Linked DNA regions of Mus musculus: region 2 is linked to region 1. A link is a contact called in public promoter capture Hi-C data. All regions are on one chromosome and are shown on one strand. Each heading gives the region's core, a stretch centred on a gene start, on an enhancer-like site or on the middle of the called end of the contact. The rest is flanking DNA. Distances are from core to core; before and after follow the strand shown. Region 1 holds the start of Ephx1 (epoxide hydrolase 1, microsomal). Region 2 holds the start of 9130409I23Rik (RIKEN cDNA 9130409I23 gene).

Region 1 (5,919 bases), core at 317-2,816:
ATCTTAGCAGTAGGAGACCTAACTAAGACAAGTAGGTTTATCACATTCACAGGATGATACATCCATCACCAGCAACTAGTGTTATGGTTTTGTCTTTTCTTTTCTTTTCTTTTCTTTTCTTCTTTCTTTCTTTTTTTTTTATTTTTAGTTATTTTCTTATTTTTTGAGACAATGTAATTTTTTTTATTTATTGTTATATGTAAGTACTGTAGCTGTCTTCAGACACACCAGAAGAGGGCATCAGATCCCATTACAGATGGTTGTGAGCCACCATGTGGTTGCTGGGATTTGAACTCAGGACCTTCCGAAGAGCAGTCGGTGCTCTTAACCTCTGAGCCATCTCACCAGCCCCTTTCTTTCTTTTTCAAGACAGGGTTTCTCTGTGTGACCCTGGCTGTCCTGGAACTTTCTCTGTAGACCAGGCTGGCATCATAGTCAAAGATCTGCCTGCCTCTGGCTCCTACTCAAGGAATGCTGGGAATAAAGGTGTAGCCACCATTGCCCAGCACATTAGAATGTTTCCATCTACACTTTGTTAAGAACAATACGTTTACTGCTTTGCTGAATGGCTGGAGGCAGCGCTCCTGTGGGAACAGTTTAGAGGGCGCTATGAAACAAGCCTGGACTATACACTGCAGAGGAGGACGGCAGGTGTGCAAACGGTGTGCTGGGGAGGGGAAGGAGCTGCAGTACCTGGAAATCCCAGGTTCCCAGAGAGGATTGAGGACACACTATCCAGGAGTTCCACGGAGGCAGGAATGAGTTGAATGTGTTCACTGGAGAGAAACCGGCTCTCCGTTAGAACGGAGAGGGTTTGGGCCATGATGAGCAGCGAAGGAGGCTGGAGATCAGAGGTGAGAGGTGAAAATAGGATCCCTACGCTTCACATGTGTGTAGGATGATAAACCTGGACCCCGCGGCAGGCACTGCTAGGCCCTCACAGTGGTGTGCCTGGTCATCTTGTCTGTGTGGCTGCTGAAGCCTGAGAAGGTTCTAGGCGAGTCTTAGGAGGGCCGCGGGGGTAAAGACAGGGCACTGGGCAGGCTGGCTAATGGAGAGCAGGTTAGCCCCAAGGGTGCCAGGAACTGTGGTTGTCCTACTCCTGCTTGCTGGCTAGGCAGCGCTCTCTCCCTCCTCCCTGTGCTGGCCTCTGCTTGGTGTCCATGCCTCCTGGGCTTCAGATCAGCCAGCCTCACAGGGTGCACTTAACGACAAACTTCAGGTTTGTGTGTTCATTCCACACTTCACTATTTTATTTGTGGTTCTGGGAATGAACTCCAGCGCCTTGCCCACGCGAGACACTCTACCCTCAAGCTTTATCCCCAGATGTTTGCTCACTGACTGGTTCGCTTATAAAATGGTTACAACGAACTGCTAGGAAGGTGAGAGGAAGGCTGTAGCACCAGGCCAGCTTGGGCTCTTGTGTGTAGAGTCCACAGACTGCAGAGTTTAAACTGCCAATACCCTGTTCAGAACAGCAGACTTTGCCAGAATAGGTGAAACACCTTAGCTAGATGCTCAGCTAGCCTTGGCCAACCAGCCAACTCGGGGGTGGGGCCAAGGCCTGGGCGGGGCTAGTGGGGGCGGGGCTAACAGGCAGCTGGTGTCACCAGCTCAGCAGCAGGCAAAGAGGCTCAAGAGGAGTTTGAGAGTGGAGGAACTGCACACCAGCCGCCGCGGGAGTAGGAACCCGAGAGCGACCCTGACAGTAAGCTCCGGGGACAGCAGCGGCACTCCAGCGTGAGAGTTGCGAGGGCTTCGCGTATCTCCCGCAGCTAAATGCGCTTCCCCTTATCCTAAGACCGATCCAGGCGTGCAATAGGCCATGCTTCTTAGTCCTGCATCTGATGCTCCATCCTCTTCCAGGGGCGTCAACCCCTTGCTTGCGCTTCGGAAGCAAGGGGTGGGTGCTGCGCCTGACAGCGATGCTGGCTCCTCAGCCCCCTGGTTTCCCCGCCCGCCCGCCCCCCCATGCATGTTTGTCCCTTGGGTTCCAGGCTTGCTACTTGCCCAGGCACCTGAGCCAATCCAGGTAGCTGAGGGCGCCGTCCAAGTGACTCTTAATTTTAACTTCTCCAGTCTGCACCTCCCGTCATTTAAACTTCCGGCGGCCAGAAGTCTGGATAGCCTTTCTGGCATCTGGTTGGCGGGATCAGGAGGGAGGTGGAGGGATCCGGTATGTATGCATGCGCGTTGACAGTAGGGCTGTGCCTTTGCTGGCATTCTGTGCTGCTGGCAGGATTGTAGAGATGGACATCTGCGACATTTGCTTCTCTGCCTCCGATTTCGGCCTGATCTTTTTTTTAAAGTCGCAGAGCCCCAGAGGCTCACATTGTTTTTACTGTGACAGTGACTTCCTCCCTCAAGTGGAGGCTTTCACTGGCTGTGCGTGGTCTGACTTCACACAAGACTTGAAGCTGAGGGGGCTGGGGGGAAGGGTGGAACAAAAACGTGGGCGTGTTCAGCAAAGACTTTCCATTCCCTAATACCCACACCAGGCGGGCCACGTGAGGGCTTCCTGTGTCCCTAAAGAAGTATGTTCAGTGCAACCGTGCTCAACGACACGGACTGACTGTTCAGACACTGCCCCCCACCCACCCACCCTGGGGATAGCAGGGAATGTGTTCTCATGGGCTCTGGGAGCTTTTGAATGCAGACAACAAACAAAATTCAAGGTCCTGGGTCAGATCCCCAACACCACATAATAAATAAACATATCTTTGTAAAATATAAATTATATTTGTGAGCTGTAGGAAATAGGAGGTCATAAAGAGGGAGCAGGACTGTTGACTAGAGAGGAAGAGGCCACACTTTCACACTCCAGAGGGTCAGGAGGGTCAGGAGTGCGCCTCACTACTCAGTATCCAGCTGCACAAGGCTGAGGAGAACATGCAAAGGCCCTGAGGCAGAGGTGCGCCTGCTGTGGGTGGCTTTTATGTCCTCAGTTGCCCTCTGGAAGAGAGACCAGAGTCAGTGAGGAGGCTCCAAGCTTTCAGCTGCCCCTCCGACCAAGAAAACAAGATTTCCCTAGACCCTCGGGTGCTCCTGGAGTCAGCTGGGTGACCTTCAGCACCATCCCTAATCCCCATGTTATCTGGTGTGACTGCACCAGCCTTTGGCTGTGCCTTACACACCTGCTGCCCAGATGAACTGAGAGGGAAATGCATGGGGAACAGAGGGAGGGATTTTTAGTGAAAGGGTGAGAGCCTCCACCAGACCCCTGGGGTCCAGTTTCTGCCCAGAGCCCAACTAGAGCACAGTGGTACCCACAAAAAGCCCTGTAAGGATGAGTAGTGTCTCTCCTCCATGCCCAGCAGCTCCAGCATGCCCAGGCATAGCCCTACTGATCTGGTGCCTCCACCCTTTTTGTTTTTTGTTTCCCCTGGGATCCTGGCCCTGGATCAAGTATTTGAAGGGCAGAGGCCCAAGTTCCACTTCCTGGTTCTTGTTTTAAGACCTCAGAGTATGGGAACACAGCCTGGCTGGAGGGATGAGGGACAACAGAGAATAAGATTGGAGGCAGGAGAGCCACTAGTCAGTGCCACTGGCCTTTTGGGGTTACCTGCAGGGGGTCTTCAGGCCAAGCTAGTATCATGGTGGAGTCACCAGGGAGCTGTGTTGATAAGACTGGGAAAGGATGTCCAAGAGGGAGCCCAGCCTCAGCCAGGAACCTTCTCCTGCATGGTGGTGCCCAGGGAATGGGGGGGGGGGGGAGGCGTCTGGCTCTCCATCCTCAGACATAATCAATTTCACAAACTGGTTCAAAGGAGCAAAGTGCCCTGCTACCAGGGCTTATTGATTTACTGAGGAAAACCACAGTTCATGCTTTCTCCCCAGAGAGCAACTGTTTTCCCTCTCAGAGTGTCTAGCGTGCTCCTTCCACCATTACAGGCCTGGGGTGACATCTGACTCCTGGCCCAGTGCCTGCCTTCCCTTGACTGCTACTTGGCCATCCTCACTTTCCTGTGGAGCCAAGCCACGGTGCAGAGCCACACCTATGCGCTCTTCCAAGGCTGAGGGGTTCACTTTAGGGGGACAGTGTTGTTTCAGCTGTGTTACTAAAATGTCTTTACAGAAAACTCCTCTTGACCAACTGACAAACAAGCCTTATTTGTGCTTAAGAAGGTGGAGTCTTTGCTGCCTCTAGCAGTGCAGAGGCTGAGGCGCAGTGATGCAGTGTGGGTGTCTCTTTGGCTCTTCTGCTCAGATTCTCTTCACTGAACTTCCTCTCTGAACTCTAAGTGCTCTTTAAACACAGGGCAATGCCCTTTAGTTCTTAGGGTTGTGATTTTACATGTGGTGATAAATTCAAGAGCCAGGCCTTCCTCAGCTGCAAGGACAGAGCTCTGCACTATGGCTGTGTGGCCCGTGGCTTTCCCTGTTAACATCCAGTCAGGTGCAGCTAGGATCTTAACCTCGGGTGCAGAAAGGGATTTCAGGGTTAGTCAGTATGAAGTAGAATTGGAGATTATTAAGAAAAGATTTTAGTATAGACGTTAAAAGAGCAACATGAACACGTATCTATTCGTCTCAGATAGGCAGCAATGACAAGTGATTCCACAGAAGAACAACTTGATGAACCCTTGAATGGACTGTGCTTACAGGAACATAAGTGAGGGAGTCTTTACAGCATTGTGGGTGACTTGGGGCAGTTTCATCACTGATAAGTCCCAATTTATCACCAAGAGCTCTACCCTCCCTTCAGGTAACTGTAGTTACCCTACCTCCTGCATACTCTACCAGCCCCACCCTAGCCCAGCCTGGGCCCACTTATACTGATAGCAAACTAGTGGTGGGCAGCTGAGGTGGTTTGAAAGAAAATGAACTCCCCATAGGTTCATAGGGAGTGGTCCTATTAGGAGGTGTGGACTTGTTGGAGAAGCGGCCTTGTTGGAGACAGTGTGTCACTGGGGCGGGCCTTGAGGTGTCAGATGCTCAGGCTGTACTTGTGGTTCTGTCTCTTCCTGCTGTCTACAGACCCAGATGTAGAACTCTCAGCTTCCTCTCCAGCACCATGTCTGCCTGCATGCCGCCATGCTTCCCACCATGATGACAATGGACTAAACTTCTCTACTATAAGTCAGCCCCAATTAAATCTTTCCTTCTAAGACTTGCTGAGTTGTGGTCTCTCTTCACAGCAATAGAAATCCTCACTAAGGCAGTGGGAAAGGGTAAGTGACTGATGGCCCTCAGTTCTGCTCCATCTAGGGTGTGTTAGGATCTCCATTGCCCTAGGCCTAGTTATCACTCCCTTGCCTTAATGTTATCTCTGCTCCTTGATGGTGATAGGATGGAGAAAGTTGCCACAGTGCCACACTGGTGCCCACCTCAGGGTGAGTGCCATTCCGAGAGGGTCCCACTGAGGTAGGTGCTTTGGTGGCTTTTGAAGTCTCCCTGTTCAAAGGATTGAGAAGATTGAAAATGTTTTAGCATTCACGTTTTTATCTACACTTTATTTAGCAACTAGGATTATGCTGAGGTTTGTGGGGTTCATTGTACACGTGTTTGCTGATAAGAGAGAAGTATGGGGTTTTTTTTTTTTAAGCAGGTCAAAGGAACTCTTACTACACGTCGCAAGGAGTTGGAGGCATGTGCTTTGACTGCTAAGCACGGTTAAGTCTTATTTGTGGGCTTCTCTCAAAGGATTATGGTCCCTTGCCAGCCATTTGAAAGTTCCTTGAAGAGACTTAAACAGATCCTGGGGTTGAGGGCTCCTCTATCTCCCTGTCTTTCTGTAAGTACTACCACAATGTTACAACAGTCCAGGGCCTCTCTGAACTTCCTCTAGACAGTGGATGCCTGACACATGAGTGTTCCTGCCATGGACACATCTGGCTGGCTTTAATCTGCCTGCAGTTTTCTTCATGACCTGGGAAGGCTGTGGGATGCCATGGTCAGGGTTAGGAGGTCCCAGAGCCT
Region 2 (6,601 bases), core at 1,412-3,911, 34 kb before region 1:
CCATTAGGCCCTGCCTCTTTGTTATTCCAATGTAGAGGGAACATCTCTGGGACTCCAGCATCAGAGTGTGACTGCCAAGACATTCATTTTCTTTAACTGAATAACTATTGTAACCTTGGCCTTTCCATCAGGAGACAGCCATTGCTGGGATGCTCAGGCCAGCAGCTCTAAGCCACACTAATAAACGTCTCCCTGCCTTTGCTACCCCTGTGCCAGGATTACTCTTCTGTGCCACTGGGCCTGGCTTTCATCTGGGAGCTGGGCATCTGAATTCCGGTCATGATGCCTGCATCACAAACACTGTATTGACTGAGCTATGTCTCTAAGGCCACTTCATTCTTATTTGTCATAGCTTAACAATACACTCTGTGTAAACACACCACTGTCTCCATTGATGGTCACATCGGTTAAACCCACAACTTAACTATTGTGAATGTCACAACATATATGAAAGTGCAGGTTTCTCATTTGTGTGCTGACTGCATTCACTTTGGAAGTGTAACAGGAAGTGAGAGAAAATTTTACGTGGTAGATCTATTGTGAGATTATGATGGGAGGAAAACCACTATTTTTCTTAAAATTAATTTTTAGAAAATCCATATTGTCCTTTATAGTAAGTGCATATAGCTTATGACCCCCGTAGCAGGGTGCAAGCAAGCCTTTTCTCTGTTTATGTTTCTGTGATGGCTTGCAACCCAGCAGGAACCATGGAGGCCACCAGAGGAACAGAAGGTTTCTGCTGTGCCAGAAACCGGAATCTCCACAGAGTTTAAGATAAAACCCCTGAGGAAGATGCTTGCCCTAAAGACACTTTGGAAGGCAAAGAGGAAGCTTATCTGTGAAAGACAAATAAAGGCCGATATATAGAGAACTGGCATTGATATGGCTAGGTTGGCAAGGATGGCTGGAAACTCCTATACCTGCAGAACCATCAGAGCCCAAGGCACCAAGGCTATGGACTCCACAACGTGCTGCAGCTTCTCTGCTTCTACCAGGTCTTCAATGACAGACACCTTTGTTAAATTCAACAAGACTTCAGTCCACACCCTGGGAATTGGGGAACGCACATGGAAGGACCCCAACCAGAAGTTGGTAAATGAGCTAATCTACAAGCCTGGTTAGGGCAAAATCAATAAGAAGAGAATTGCCTCGACAGATAATTCTTTGATTGCTCGATCTCTTGAGAAATACGGCATCATTTGCATAAAGAATATAATTCCTGGGATCTATACAATTCAAGGAAGCAAACAGCCTCCCATGGCCCAAATATCGTCTCCAAGAGGTGGAATGAAGGAAAAATAAAAAAGACCACACATTCACTAGAAGATGCAGATGCTGTAGACCAGACAGACAGGCTTATGTGAAGGATGGAGGAAGGGTCCCCTGGGTATTTCTGTAAGCTGGTCAGTTAATAAACAGCGACTGCTTGTTGGGGTGGGGGACAGAAAAGGGGGGAAAAGTGAGAGAACAGGAGAGAGAATGGGGTAAGAAAGCCAGAGCTAGAGAGAGGGGGAAGGGAAGGAGGGGGAGGGGGAGGTAATGAGAGAGAGAGAGAGAGAGAGAGAGAGAGAGAGAGAGAACAGTAAGTAGCACCCCCGGACTTCTTCCCGGATGCAGAGCAAGTGCTCTGGGTTCTTTCCTTATTCAGCAGGATGCTGGCTGCGGCCTCACGTGGGCTGCTCCAGCATTCAACCATCCAGTACATCCCCAGCCCCACCTCCGTGAATTCTCTGCCCAGCACCTCACTCTCAGTAGTTTCTGCAGCTCCCATTGCTGAGAACCAGTTTTGTCCCTTTTCTGGCATCCTTGCTTTACATAAAATTTTAGTTTATTTTGAGATTTTTTTTTTTTTGAGCATGTTTGGTCGATCAGGCATTTCTGTCAATTTTGTGACGTGGACTTCTTAGAAAGTGACCAAAGTTTCAGAAATACACTATCATGTCGACGTAACTCAAGCAACGGCCCTGGTTTTCTTCCCGATGGCCATCCATCTCTGTTCCCAGAAAGGAAATCCTGAGCAGCACTCATTCCTCCTCGAATATGGTCGAATTTTCATGGAGAAATATAAAGTCCTTTCTGCTTTTCAAATGGGATGGCTAGATTTGTGGGGAAAGTCCCCCTCTTGTAACAAGAATCGATGACAACTTCCCGTTTCTTTGACTTTCCCCGGCTACCGGTGAGAACACCGAATTCCATTGTTTGAGGGTGAGTTTTCATGTAGGTGGATATCACACTATTAATTATTATCAATAATTATTTTTATTTTTATGCAATATGTATATAGCATAGATAAGATTGTCGTATGTCGTTTCCTATCAACTATGCATAAGTGATTTGCAATATGCTCAAATCAAGGGTTCTCTCTCTCACACTCAAGCTCTCCTGGGTAAACGAAATGGGACTAGAACTCAAAACGAACCACAAGGCTCTGCATCCTGGGTACTGGGATGAAAGGTCTTCCCCCCCCCCCCACACACACACACACAGGCAATCTCACCCAATATCTCCCGACGTCGATCATTATGCAGCCGATCATTGTACACCCACTCAGCATCTTCCAGTGATGCGAGTTTCCTCATGGCTGGTGTGCACACCTGCCCTAGGATCTGCTCCAGGTGCAACTCCGAGAGGGTGACAGGATCAATAGCAGCTGTGGCCTGCATCTCTTATCCCCTTCACAGGCTGAGTAATACCTTTGAGGAGGTGCTAAACACCACCCAGTCACCAGCCCGGCCTGGTCAGCTGACTCTGCAGGCTGTGCCTCCAGGGTCTGAGGTTTGGATGTACCCTCCTGCAGTCTATGGGTATCACTGACCCTGCACGTAAAGGCCAGGCCTCTGCCCTAGCACGGCTGCAGCCATTTTGTTCCATGCCTGCCAACTTTTTCATAGTGTACTTGTAAAATGCCTGTCAGTTATTGGCACAGAAAAATAACTTGACTCAGAGCCGGGTTGTGCTGTGAGTCCCCTGTTACAGTCTGTATGAGTTTGTTGATATTTTTCTTTTTCTTTTTTGTTTTTGTTTTTGTTTTTCGAGACAGGGTTTCTCTGTGTCCTGGAACTCACTCTGTAGACCAAGCTGGCCTCAAACTCAGAAATACGTCTGCCTCTGCCTCCCAAGTGCTGGGATTAAAGGCGTGCACCACCACTGCCAGTCAAGGTTTGTTAATCTTAAAAGAAAAAAAAAATCACAAAGTTTTACGTAGCACCCTTTGTATTAGAGGTCAATATGAACTGTTATGTCTGCATTGGCTTGAGTCAGGACTGACTACCCAGCAGCATTCCCAGCACCTGCGTATGAACTCATTGTGGTTTTGTTGTAGTTTTGTTTTGGTTTGTTTTGTTTTTGTTTTTTTGTTTTTGGTGTGGTTTTATCCTTTATAAACTGATATAAAAAATAATGTTCAAGGTCGTAGCTTCAGCGCCTCCCCCTTCCCCCCCCCCCCCGAATTCTGAACTACAGCCCTGATGGATCAGTCTTAGAATATGCATTCAATAAACCATCCCTGTTGGACTGAGATGGGTGTTCGTGTGTTTCGTGGGGCAATTCCTGGACCCCAACATTTGGTACATTGGCCGGGAAGCCCCCTACCCTGGAACATCCCTCAGTTACTGACAGTGAATGCCAGGAAGCCAGCTGGCCCTCTATGAGGAGGAAAGTTTTTTTTGTTTTTTGGTAGCTTCCCAGTTCTTTTTCTTAGTTTGGTCTTGTTTCTGGTACCTTTTGGTGACTCAAGTAAAGACAGCTGGACACAGTAATGCTCCCTGGTCAGGAGGACAGAGGATGCTCCGAATCTCCTCTTGGCTAGGTGGTCAGAATAAAATCCACCCCTTTGGACAAAGGCTTAGTCTTTAGATCTAAAAATAAATACACTTAATTCTTGAAATTATATATAAAGAGAAAGGAGATTATAGGTGTAATTTACCCACTAAGATATTTAGTTTTAAATTTTCAAAAGGATCTTTTAAAATTTCAATTGAAAGATAAAACTTTTTTTGTTGTCGAGAGGTTTTGCCCTAGGAAAGATATAACCTGCCAGAAAAGGCCATCCCTTTCCCAGAGGTAAGCAGTTGGGACAGGGTTTTGGTTTTATCTTCCCAGGAGAATAAAAGCACCCAACTAAGGAATCTGGGACCACAGGGCAACTGAAACATCTGAAGAAAAAGGCCAGGCCAGCAAGAGAAAATGTCCCCCCACTCCCTCCCCCCAAAAAAGAGTAAGTTGGCTAAGTGGTATTGCTGCCCTCTACAGACATAAGTGGCAACTGCTCTTCATGTGGTCCCAATTCAATTAAGGAAAGCTGGCTTTGGGTTTGGAGAGAGGCTCTCTCCTAATCTAAACCCACACATGCTTGTTAAAGGAAAATCTAAAATCTTTGTCTCATATCAGAAGAACCACCTGGTATCAGACAGAGGAAAAAAGAGAAAGACTAGTTTTTTTTTAATTAGGTATTTTCTTCATTTACATTTCCAATGCTATCCCAAAAGTACCCCCATACTCCCCCCACCCACTCCCCTACCCACCCACTCCCATTTCTTGGCCCTGGTGTTCCCCTGTACTGAAGCATATAAAGTTTGCAAGACCAAGGGGTCTCTCTTTCCAATGATGGCCAACTAGGCCATCTTCTGCTACATATGCAGCTAGAGACATGAGCTCTGGGGTACTGGTTAGTTCATATTGTTGTTCCACCTATAGGGTTGCAGACCCCTTTAGCTCCTTGGGTATTTTCTCTAGCTCCTCCATTGGGGGCCCTGTATTACATCCAATAGCTGACTGTGAGCATCCACTTCGGTGTTTGCCAGGCACTGGCATAGTCTCACAAAAGACAGCTATATCAGGGTCCGAGAAAGACTAGTTTATTGCCAGTAATACAATCCTCTTTTGGTTGTCATCTGACTCTCCAAAACTTTCTTAAGATAAAAGTATCTAAACATGCGTACGATTATTACTTACATATAAACTTTCTACCGTGATGCTAGTGGTCATACAGAATATTCACTAATTCTAGAAATAAGCTTCATCCAGCTTCCTGTATGTGTTTTCAGGTTTGAGTCTGAAGCAGGTAACCAGGAACTGCTGAATATGGCAATTAAAATGTTTAGATTTTCTACCATTCCCAACAGTAACCTTTGAGGTTCCCCGAGGAGATGAAGGGACCCTGCAACAACGAATCCACCTGGATTGTGGTACCGCCAACTACTGGGCAAAAGTGCCCCAGGCCTCTTCTGCCACCAGGTTCTGCACAGTGGACACCTGTGGGTTTGCTACTGTGTTCTACCTAGCCAGGACTGCTACTGAGCTGACAAACACCACCCAAAGATCAGCTTTGGACGACAGATTGCTCAGGACATTCAAACTGCTGAGTTCATATGGGGCTGATACGAACACTTTACAGAACTTTGAACTCAAAAGACTCCATTCTAAGGCTGCCGAATACAACCACGTTGGGCTTTGTGGAGAGCTTGGCAGAAATAGCCTCATTATTGTAAATAGTTTTACTGTGTTTGAGTTAAAAATCTTTCCTTTTTATTTAGGCAAGAAGAATATAGGAATAATAGAAGTAGAAGGAAGAAGACGTGGAGCCACATGACTGAGGACTGAGACTTCTGAAACAATCCGAACACTTCCTGGGTTCAAACCCAGGACAAGTCTCACTCAGCACCTGCGGCTCCTTTTGGACTCGGCTCCTCTCTCGCTCTCCTTCCCCCCCTCTCCTCTCATGGTCTGGTTTAGCCTGCCAGCCCCATCCAACCTGGACTGTTCCCTCTGCCTGCTTCCTCCTTTATATTCACCATAAAGCCATTCTCCACATTTCAGGGATGGTCAATGTCCCCCCTTCATCTCATCTTTCATTCACTGAGGACCCAATCAATAGCCTGTGGTGAAGATTGATCGCTGAATTATATTTAAATGCTATAGGGTACCAGTGAATATGTTTGGTATAATGACTGGGTCTCTTTGCATTTGTGAGGTCAAGTGTGCCAGAGAAATCTGGCTTGTCCAACAAAGCCATTCCCTTAGTAATCTGTTGACCCACTTGGATGGCCATTATCACCACATTTTTCCCTTCTAGATTTTAGTTTGGTTTAGTTTAGTTCATTGGTGGGAACACATGTGCACAGGCCTGTGGAGTTCAGAGTTCAATGTTCAGTGTCCTTCCCTATGACTCTCCACCTTGGTTTTCTAACCCAGGCCTCTGACTGAACCTGGAACTCACCAGTGTGCCAAACTAGCTGATAAGTCCTGCCTGTCTCCTCATCCTCTAGCACTGGGTTTGATTTCAACACGTGAAACCACACCTATGAGTGTTGTGTGTCCACATTCATCTTTCTTACCCACTGAGCCACTTCCCTAAGCCACTAGATTTTAACTGTCATCTCTGCATATGTATGGGGTGGTGGCAGCATAGGTTTTGAAACTACATAGGGCACCATAAGAGGGCAAGCTTTGAGTGAGGAATGAAGGGAGGGGAGATGAGTGAATCACGGAACACATGTGACAGAAACAAAGAAGGGACTACTTGGGGTGTGTGTGTGAGAGTGAAACTGTTGGGGTGAGGCATGGAAAGGGGAGAGAGGAGAAAAGGAACAGAGGTTAACGC

The links. Capture Hi-C pulls out chosen DNA fragments and counts their contacts.
Region 2: a promoter capture Hi-C map of adipose tissue shows a contact between it and region 1. The contact joins the promoter of 9130409I23Rik here to the promoter of Ephx1 in region 1. A contact is called at or near these places in 2 of 39 promoter capture datasets (the HPC-7 cell line, HPC-7-derived erythroid cells and macrophages), 1 of 15 datasets of contacts at CTCF or cohesin (the NIH/3T3 cell line), 3 of 484 Hi-C or Micro-C datasets (the HL-1 cell line, the N1E-115 cell line and Sertoli cells), 2 of 115 datasets of contacts at active chromatin or transcription factors (both in embryonic stem cells) and 4 of 9 other capture datasets (adipose tissue, liver, macrophages and 1 more).

The regions. Positions count from the first base shown.
Region 1 is chr1:181,013,216-181,019,134 of GRCm38.p6, reverse strand. Ephx1 (epoxide hydrolase 1, microsomal) reads left to right here and starts at 1,566. Exons shown (of 9, transcript NM_010145.3): 1 at 1,566-1,708.
Region 2 is chr1:181,047,297-181,053,897 of GRCm38.p6, reverse strand. 9130409I23Rik (RIKEN cDNA 9130409I23 gene) reads right to left here and starts at 2,661. Exons shown (of 3, transcript NM_001033819.2): 1 at 2,498-2,661. The coding sequence starts at 2,579. Gm39716 (a long non-coding RNA gene) reads left to right here and starts at 1,555. Exons shown (of 2, transcript XR_003948798.1): 1 at 1,555-2,205; 2 at 5,535-6,601. It also overlaps the pseudogene Gm17967.